Linked DNA regions of Manis javanica: region 1 is linked to region 2. The links are chromatin contacts, called in public Hi-C maps. All regions are on one chromosome and are shown on one strand. The core of a region is the stretch at or near the end of the contact, and the rest is flanking DNA. Distances in the headings are between cores, read along the strand shown. Region 1 holds the start of CHRNB2 (cholinergic receptor nicotinic beta 2 subunit). Region 2 holds the start of KCNN3 (potassium calcium-activated channel subfamily N member 3).

Evidence for each region. A called contact is a pair of places that touch in the nucleus more often than the background predicts.
Region 1: a contact with region 2 is called in a Hi-C map of blood, with 2.6 times the contacts expected there. The contact joins the promoter of CHRNB2 here to the promoter of KCNN3 in region 2. A contact is called at or near these places in 2 of 2 Hi-C or Micro-C datasets (blood and fibroblasts).

What each region holds. Positions count from the first base shown.
Region 1 is chr14:11,224,609-11,228,034 of MJ_LKY, reverse strand. CHRNB2 (cholinergic receptor nicotinic beta 2 subunit) reads left to right here and starts at 1,819. Exons shown (of 6, transcript XM_017655109.3): 1 at 1,819-2,552. The coding sequence starts at 2,489.
Region 2 is chr14:10,987,424-10,990,704 of MJ_LKY, reverse strand. It overlaps KCNN3 (potassium calcium-activated channel subfamily N member 3), which reads right to left and starts at 1,496. Exons shown (of 9, transcript XM_037016765.2): 1 at 156-1,496. The coding sequence starts at 1,049.

The sequences.
Region 1 (3,426 bases), core at 570-3,069, 240 kb before region 2:
ATTGGTCCCCAAACTGTGATTTCCTTAATGGCTGGGAATTGGTCTTTTTGATCACTGCATCCTCAACACCTACACAATTCCCGTAACACTGTAGACACCCAACAAGTGTTGATCTGACTTGCAAGAGAAAAATGTTCCTTACCATAAAGGCAATAGGAGCATCCTGCCAACACTTTGCCTGGTCACTATTTTGTGAGTCTTCATACCTTTGACCCTTTCCCCAAGTGGAATGATTGCACACATTCCTTCCCTTTTCCTTAAGGCTTGTGTTTTCCACTCCTTCCCTTGGTCTAAGATTTCCTTAATTCTTAAGAGATCATCGCATGTTTATGCACACACATACCATGAAAATTATAGTGCAGATTTATGCCCACTTCCCTGTGCATTATGGGGCCAGTAACCATCTCATTTCTCTCCAGTCTGTTTCTAGTATTTGTCCTATTTGTACCCCTCAATTCCAGGAACTGAGGATGTTACATAAGTTGCTTTTAGCTGAGCTTTTAGAGAGGAATTTTCTCCTACACATGAAAAGATGTCAGTCCTGTACTAGACCTTTTTCCTTATATGTTGAGTCCTAGGATATGCCAGGTGCTGTGCTGGTTCATGATCTAACAAGAGAGGCAGCCACCAACTTAGACTAAATTGCTTGTTCATTGGACATCCTCTGGAAACAAATAGCAGAGCACCTGACATAGACCTCGGCCAGGCATAGCTTCCTTGAGGAACTGACATTTCTGCCAGATGTTCAAAGTTAACTAGAAGGTGGTTGAGAGAAAACACGTGATTAGAGAGCCAAACAAACTACCTGTTTAAATGGTCTTAAAGTGTGGAGGATGGGAAGGACAGAATGTCCAAGGATCTTAAAAGATATTGCGAGTAGCTGGAGTGTGGAGCCGAGGGTAATGGCTCTGAAATTGGAGAAGTAAGCAGAGATGGAATAAGACAAAGCCTTGATGTTTAAGGCTGCTTTAGTTGGAAATTTTTTGGTTGAAAGGATAAGAATCCAATAAAAAAGGGAAGCCTTTATCAGCTCAGAAGCTAAAAGTTCAGGGCTTTCAAGATCAAAGATGTCATTGAGTTTTGACACCTCTCTTCCTCTGTCTCATCTTTGCTCTTCTTTGTATTAGCTTCACTCTTGGGCTGGCCTCTGTGAAATGGTCCTCTGATCCCCCTTGTCACACAGCAGTCAAAGACTGGAATGGAAGGGAATGGGAGTGAGAAAGGCTAATTGATAAGGGCCATTTATCCTTCCACTTTTGAAAGTTGCCTTCTTTTTAGGTGATGTCCAGATGCCACCACCTTAGAACTCCTGGAGGACGGCAAGAAGCTTGGCTTTTTTTTTATTAAGGTATCACTGATATACACTCTTATGAAGGTTTCACATGAAAAACAATGTGGTTACAAAACAATGTGGTTACTACATTCACCCATATTATCGAGTCCCCGCCCATACCCCATCCCATTGCAGTCACTGTCCATCAGTGTAGTAAGATGCCACAGAGTCACTATTTGCCTTCTCTGTGCTACACTGTCTTCCCCATGATCCCCTGCACACCATGTGCACCAATCATAATACCCCTCAATCCCTTTCTCCCTCCCTCCGCACTCGCCCTCCCTGACCCCTCCCCTTTGGTAACCGCTAGTCCCTTCTTGGAGTCTGTGAGTCTGCTGCTGTTTGTGTCCTTCAGTTGTGAAGAAGCCTGGCTTTTAAGGGAGTTTATGGAGGTGGAAAAGGTGACAAGCGAGGGGATCCTGTTCCCAGACTCCAAAGTTCTTTGCTTTCTTTAAACAGCAAACCCACAGCCTGTCTCTTTCTCTAAGGGCCTAAAATGCATTTGCCCAGTTGCATTCTCAGCCTTTCCCGGAAGCAGATCATCTGGGTTTGGTAAGAGAGAAAAAGGAGGATGGGGACTCCAGAAACTCCTCCCGGCTCAGCCTCCTCATTCTGGCACTCCGTCCCCCTGTACTAAGCGAGCCCTGACCTATTTATCTTACTCTGTTTCTTCCTTCTCAGAAACCCCCACGTCCTGCCCCAGCTTCGGGGCTTCAGAACCCTTCTACCGTCGCGTTAGTCGCCCTTCTTCCACATCACGAACACCCTGCCTAAGCAGGACAGGCAGAATATCCCAGCCAGGGAACCCCTTTTCTCTGGCATCCGGTGCTTCCGCCTCCGGGGCAGAGACTCCGCCCCCTCACCGTCCCAGCTGAATGCCCTGGAAGAACAGCCGGAAAAGCCTCCGCCTGCTCAGATCGGGATAAGCGAGAAGCTGGTTCTTTCACGCAGCTCACTGCGCTGCAGGAACCGCCGCGGCGGCCGGCACAGCAGCACCTGGGCCCCGCTCAGGCCCGGCTCCACCTGGGTCCCGCTCCGGCCCGGCACGGGCGGCGTGTCGGAGGCTTCAGCACCACGGACAGCGCCCCGCCGGCGGCCCTCGGCCAGCCGCGCGCTCCAGCCGCTCTAGGCGAGTTGGCGAGCTATGCCCACGGCATGGCCCTGCGCCCCGGCCCCATGGCGCTGCTTCTCAGTTTCTGCCTTCTCGGGCTGTGCTCAGGTAGGGACAGGTCGTTGCTCTCTGTCTCACCTTGGTCAGTCTGGAAGGTGGAGGGAGGGATCCCTGGGAGTGGGGGAGTCTGTTGAGTTAGGGGAGAGACCCTGCGATACTGAACTGGGAGGAGGACATACTGAAGGAGTAAATGATGTAAGGAAGAGACGGAACCGGGGCAATGGTGGTGGGGAGAGGGTGGGCCCGGAGAGGATGGAGGGAGGGGGTCTCCCCAGGCTTTCTGGGGGCGGGGCAGGAGGGCAGACTATGATTGTGTCTGAGATGCCATTTGACTTCTTGCCAGAAGCATTATCTCCAGAAACCTACCTGGCTCAGCAACCTCCCTTGGCTCCCCATTATTTCCTGTCCTCCACTTTGGGCTCCTGATACTGGTCACTCCACAGGGGCAAAAAGAAGAGCAGTGACTTCTCAACTCTGTAGGGTGGGACAGGAGACTCGGGAGAGAAGGAGCTCTGCCAGGCTGAGGGCAGGGAGGAGCTCTCGAGGGTGGGGTGCATTTGTGCAGAGTTGCAGGAGGTAGTGTGGAGGGGCAGGTACAAAGGGAACATAAACCTAATAAGCTTTCCACACCTGCATGCCGTCTCATGGGGCTCCCATCTGTGTGGAAGTTGGTATCTTATGGTATCTTATGCCATAACCTACAGCTCAGGCAGTTCAACTATTCTACTCCAACCCAGTGCCTTTGAGGGTGGGAGATGGGGTCACAGCCTCAGTCACGTATGGGGGCACATAGCGTTACTTGTGTACATAGATGGGCACTGACTGAGGAGGAAGGGTGTGTGGTGGGACATAAATAACTATTCTCCTCCAGTCTTTTTTTTCCACCTTCCCAAGTTTCCCCTGATTCAAGGTATATTTTAGG
Region 2 (3,281 bases), core at 247-2,746:
AAGAAGGAAAACCATGGGAAGTTGGAGTGTTCAATGTAATTGAGCAAACGCCTCTCCCACCACCAGCACCTCTCTCCCCCAATCTCTCTCTCTCGCTCTCTTGCTACCTACATAAGCCTTTTGTTCAAGGTATAAAGAGAAACCACAGCCCCTACCTTTGAGTACAAACCCCAAGAGAGCTCGGTCTCTATCACCATAACAACAATTCCAAACATCCCAAAAATCAGAGCATAGTCGCTCAGGCGCTTTCTCTTTTCAAACAGGGCCCTCCTGTGTCCCAGCTTATAGCCAATGTTTTGGTTTTTCCGCTTGTTGGCTTTGGGGAAGGTGGTGCTGCTGGCAGTGGTGCCGGCGTGCTGGTGGTTGTGGGTGGCGTTGGGGTGACGGAGCAGGGTCTGGTGGGCATGGTTGTCCTCCCGGGAGGAGATGACGATCTCCGGGGGGTTGCCGGGGCTGAAGAGCTGGAGGGGTTGGCCCTCAGGCTCAGCCTCGATCAGGTTCCTCCGGGAGGCGCTCAGGCGGCTGAGGGGCTTCATGACTCCACCGCTGTACTTGCAGGAGCTCATGGCGATCTCCGTGAAGGGGTTGCTATCCCGCCGGTGCACCAAGGGGCTGGCCTGCCGGTGCCGGCCGCCTCCACCAGGCCCACTTGTGGCTGTGGAGCTTGGAGAGTGGCCAAGCAAGTGGTCATTGAGATTGAGCTGGCTGCCTTGCCTGGAGGAAGGGTGGAGGATGGCTGTGGAGTTGGCCGAAGGGGGGCCCCTGAAAGCAGTGGGAGAGGAGTGGAGCAGGCCGGGGTGGACGGGCTGACTCTGGAGTTGGGTGAGCTGAGACAGGGGATGCGGCGGCGGCGGCGGCGGCTGCTGAGGCTGAGGCTGCGGAGGCTGAGGCTGCGACAGGGGTCCCGGGGGCTGCTGGGGCACCGCTGGTGGCGCTGACGGCGGCGGTGGCGGCTGCTGCTGCTCGTCTCCGGAGGATGGACAGGGGCACTTGGGGTCTTCATCCAGGTCTCCCACCCCGGAGTCATGGAAGTGCCCAGAAGTGTCCATCTTGGGACCTGGCTGGATTCCTTGCAGCACAATCCCCCACCCCAAAGCCACCCTCGCTCCAAAGACGTCCTCAAAGAAAGCCAGGCATCCAAGCTCCCCAACCGGAGTGTCTTGGCTCCCGTCCTCTCGCTGGCTTGCTTCGGTTCTCTGGGGCTGCCTGGAGTCCAGACGCTGCCACTCAAGAATGCATTGCACTGGGCAGGGAGGGAGGGCAGGAGAGAGCTTGAGCAAGAAGAAGGAGGAAAAAGAACTCTGTCTCAGGAGGTGGTCCTCTAGGAGCGTGCGAGGCCAGGTCCAGCTCCACTCCTCGCTGGCTCAATTGCTTTGCTCGCCTCCTCCTGCCACTGTTATATTGTAAGCCAAGCCCACTTATTAGCAGCTGGTCTCATTGGCTTGGCTTAACTCTCCAACCACCTCCTAACTCCGCCCCCATTTAGGCTCCGCCCAGGAGGAGGAGCCAACTGCCCTCAGCTCTGGGCCCAGCGGCGGCGCGGCGAGGGCTGGGAACTGTAGTTTCCGCTTGCGTGCGCGGAGCTGAGCTGCTGCCCTCTTTCCTCTGACAGGTATGGCAGAAACCCGCGAGCCCACGGCCATGAAAGATGTACACGGACGGGGGCGGTGGGGAGGAGGAGCAGAGGGCCTCCTAAGGAGGGTAGCTGTGCACCCCGACGCTGGGGCAGGAAGCAGGAAGGCAACTTATTAATGGCCAGGGTCTACACATATTATCCAGTTACGTCCTCCAGACACCCAAGGAGGTGGGCATTATCTTCCCATTTTACCAACTGGTCCGTGATGTTGAGTAACAACTTCAAGGTCACAGAAGCAGAGAGGACCCATAGCCTTCTTACCCCCGGCTGAAAAGCTCACCTACTGAACGCCTGCAATCTGCGCAGGTGCCTCCTCTAGGTTATTTCTAACCCTCTCATCAACCCTATGGAAATGATGTCATCATTCTCCTTTTACAGATGAAAACCGTAAAAAAAAAAAAAAAAAAGAAAGGAAAAGAAAACGCCCAAGCACAGATAAGTAACTTGCCAGATGTCACCCAGCTTGTAATTAAGGATGCTAGGATCTGAACCCAGGTCAATCTGACCCCACAGCTCCTATACTATCTCCCAGGATGCCTTTCCATTATGATGCTCAACACCAAGTAGTTGCTCCATCAGTGTTGCTCAAATGGTGGGTGGGAGAAAGCCAGGAAGAAGCCATGGAGGAAATGGCCTCCCCAAAGCAAGATGTGTAAGTGGACCATGACTCCACCTGAGCATAAAGTCACAAGAGTATCTAGCCGGAAGACTGAAGACCCCCATGGTTGCTCCCCAAGGGGGCTCTGAGAGTCAGAGCTAGGAACAGCTGTTGGCTTCCCAGGTTCAGAACCATCATCAAGTATTTATTAAGTTCCCACTGTGTACAAAGGGAGTTCCAAAGAGATGGGACCAGAGCTGAATGGAAATGCATTTATAACTGTGGCAGACTTAGGGATTAGTGAGGAAGGGACCATTATGGGATTCCCCAGGCACACCTGGGTTTTTAAGAGGGCGGCATCTTTCTGCCTGGCTCCTGCTTTCCATCACCCCTTGGCCTCTGGCCAGCTGCTTCCCTGCATAGGAAGAGGGAAGAGTAGGAGAGCCATGCACACACACAGATACACAGATACAGGTGCATACATGCACATAGGTGTGCACACACATGCTCACACAGTGAGCTTCTAAAAGCAGCTCTCCTGAATGGTGAGTGGCAAGTGGCTAGGTCAGAGAGGAGCAGAACTCCTATCAAGTGAGCCCAAAGCACCCTCTTTATATCAGTTCTCACCTTCCCAATCCCCTGTTGGCCCTCATGATTAAGAGGCGAGTATTACTTGTAATCTTAGCCACAACCCAAGAAACCGAATAATTACAATTGCTTACACACAATAATCTTGATTATTGTTAGTATTATTAATGAGATGGTCGTTCCTCCTCCCCTAACCTGCCACTGCCAGTCACAGCCCTGGGGCTCAGACACAGCCTGGGGTCTCACCGGCCTTCCTTGTATTGGACACACCCTTCAGCACCCCTCCACCTCCTCCCTCCAGCACCCCCTACCTTCCCTCCCTTCCCCTTCCCTCCCCTTGGTTTCCCTCCCTCTATTCCCCAAAGAGCCACCTGTTTGGTTCAAGGCTCCAGATAACATATTTAAGCTTAATGATTTCCTAATAAATTATCATTTATGTTGTTAGTAGCAGAAATGTGC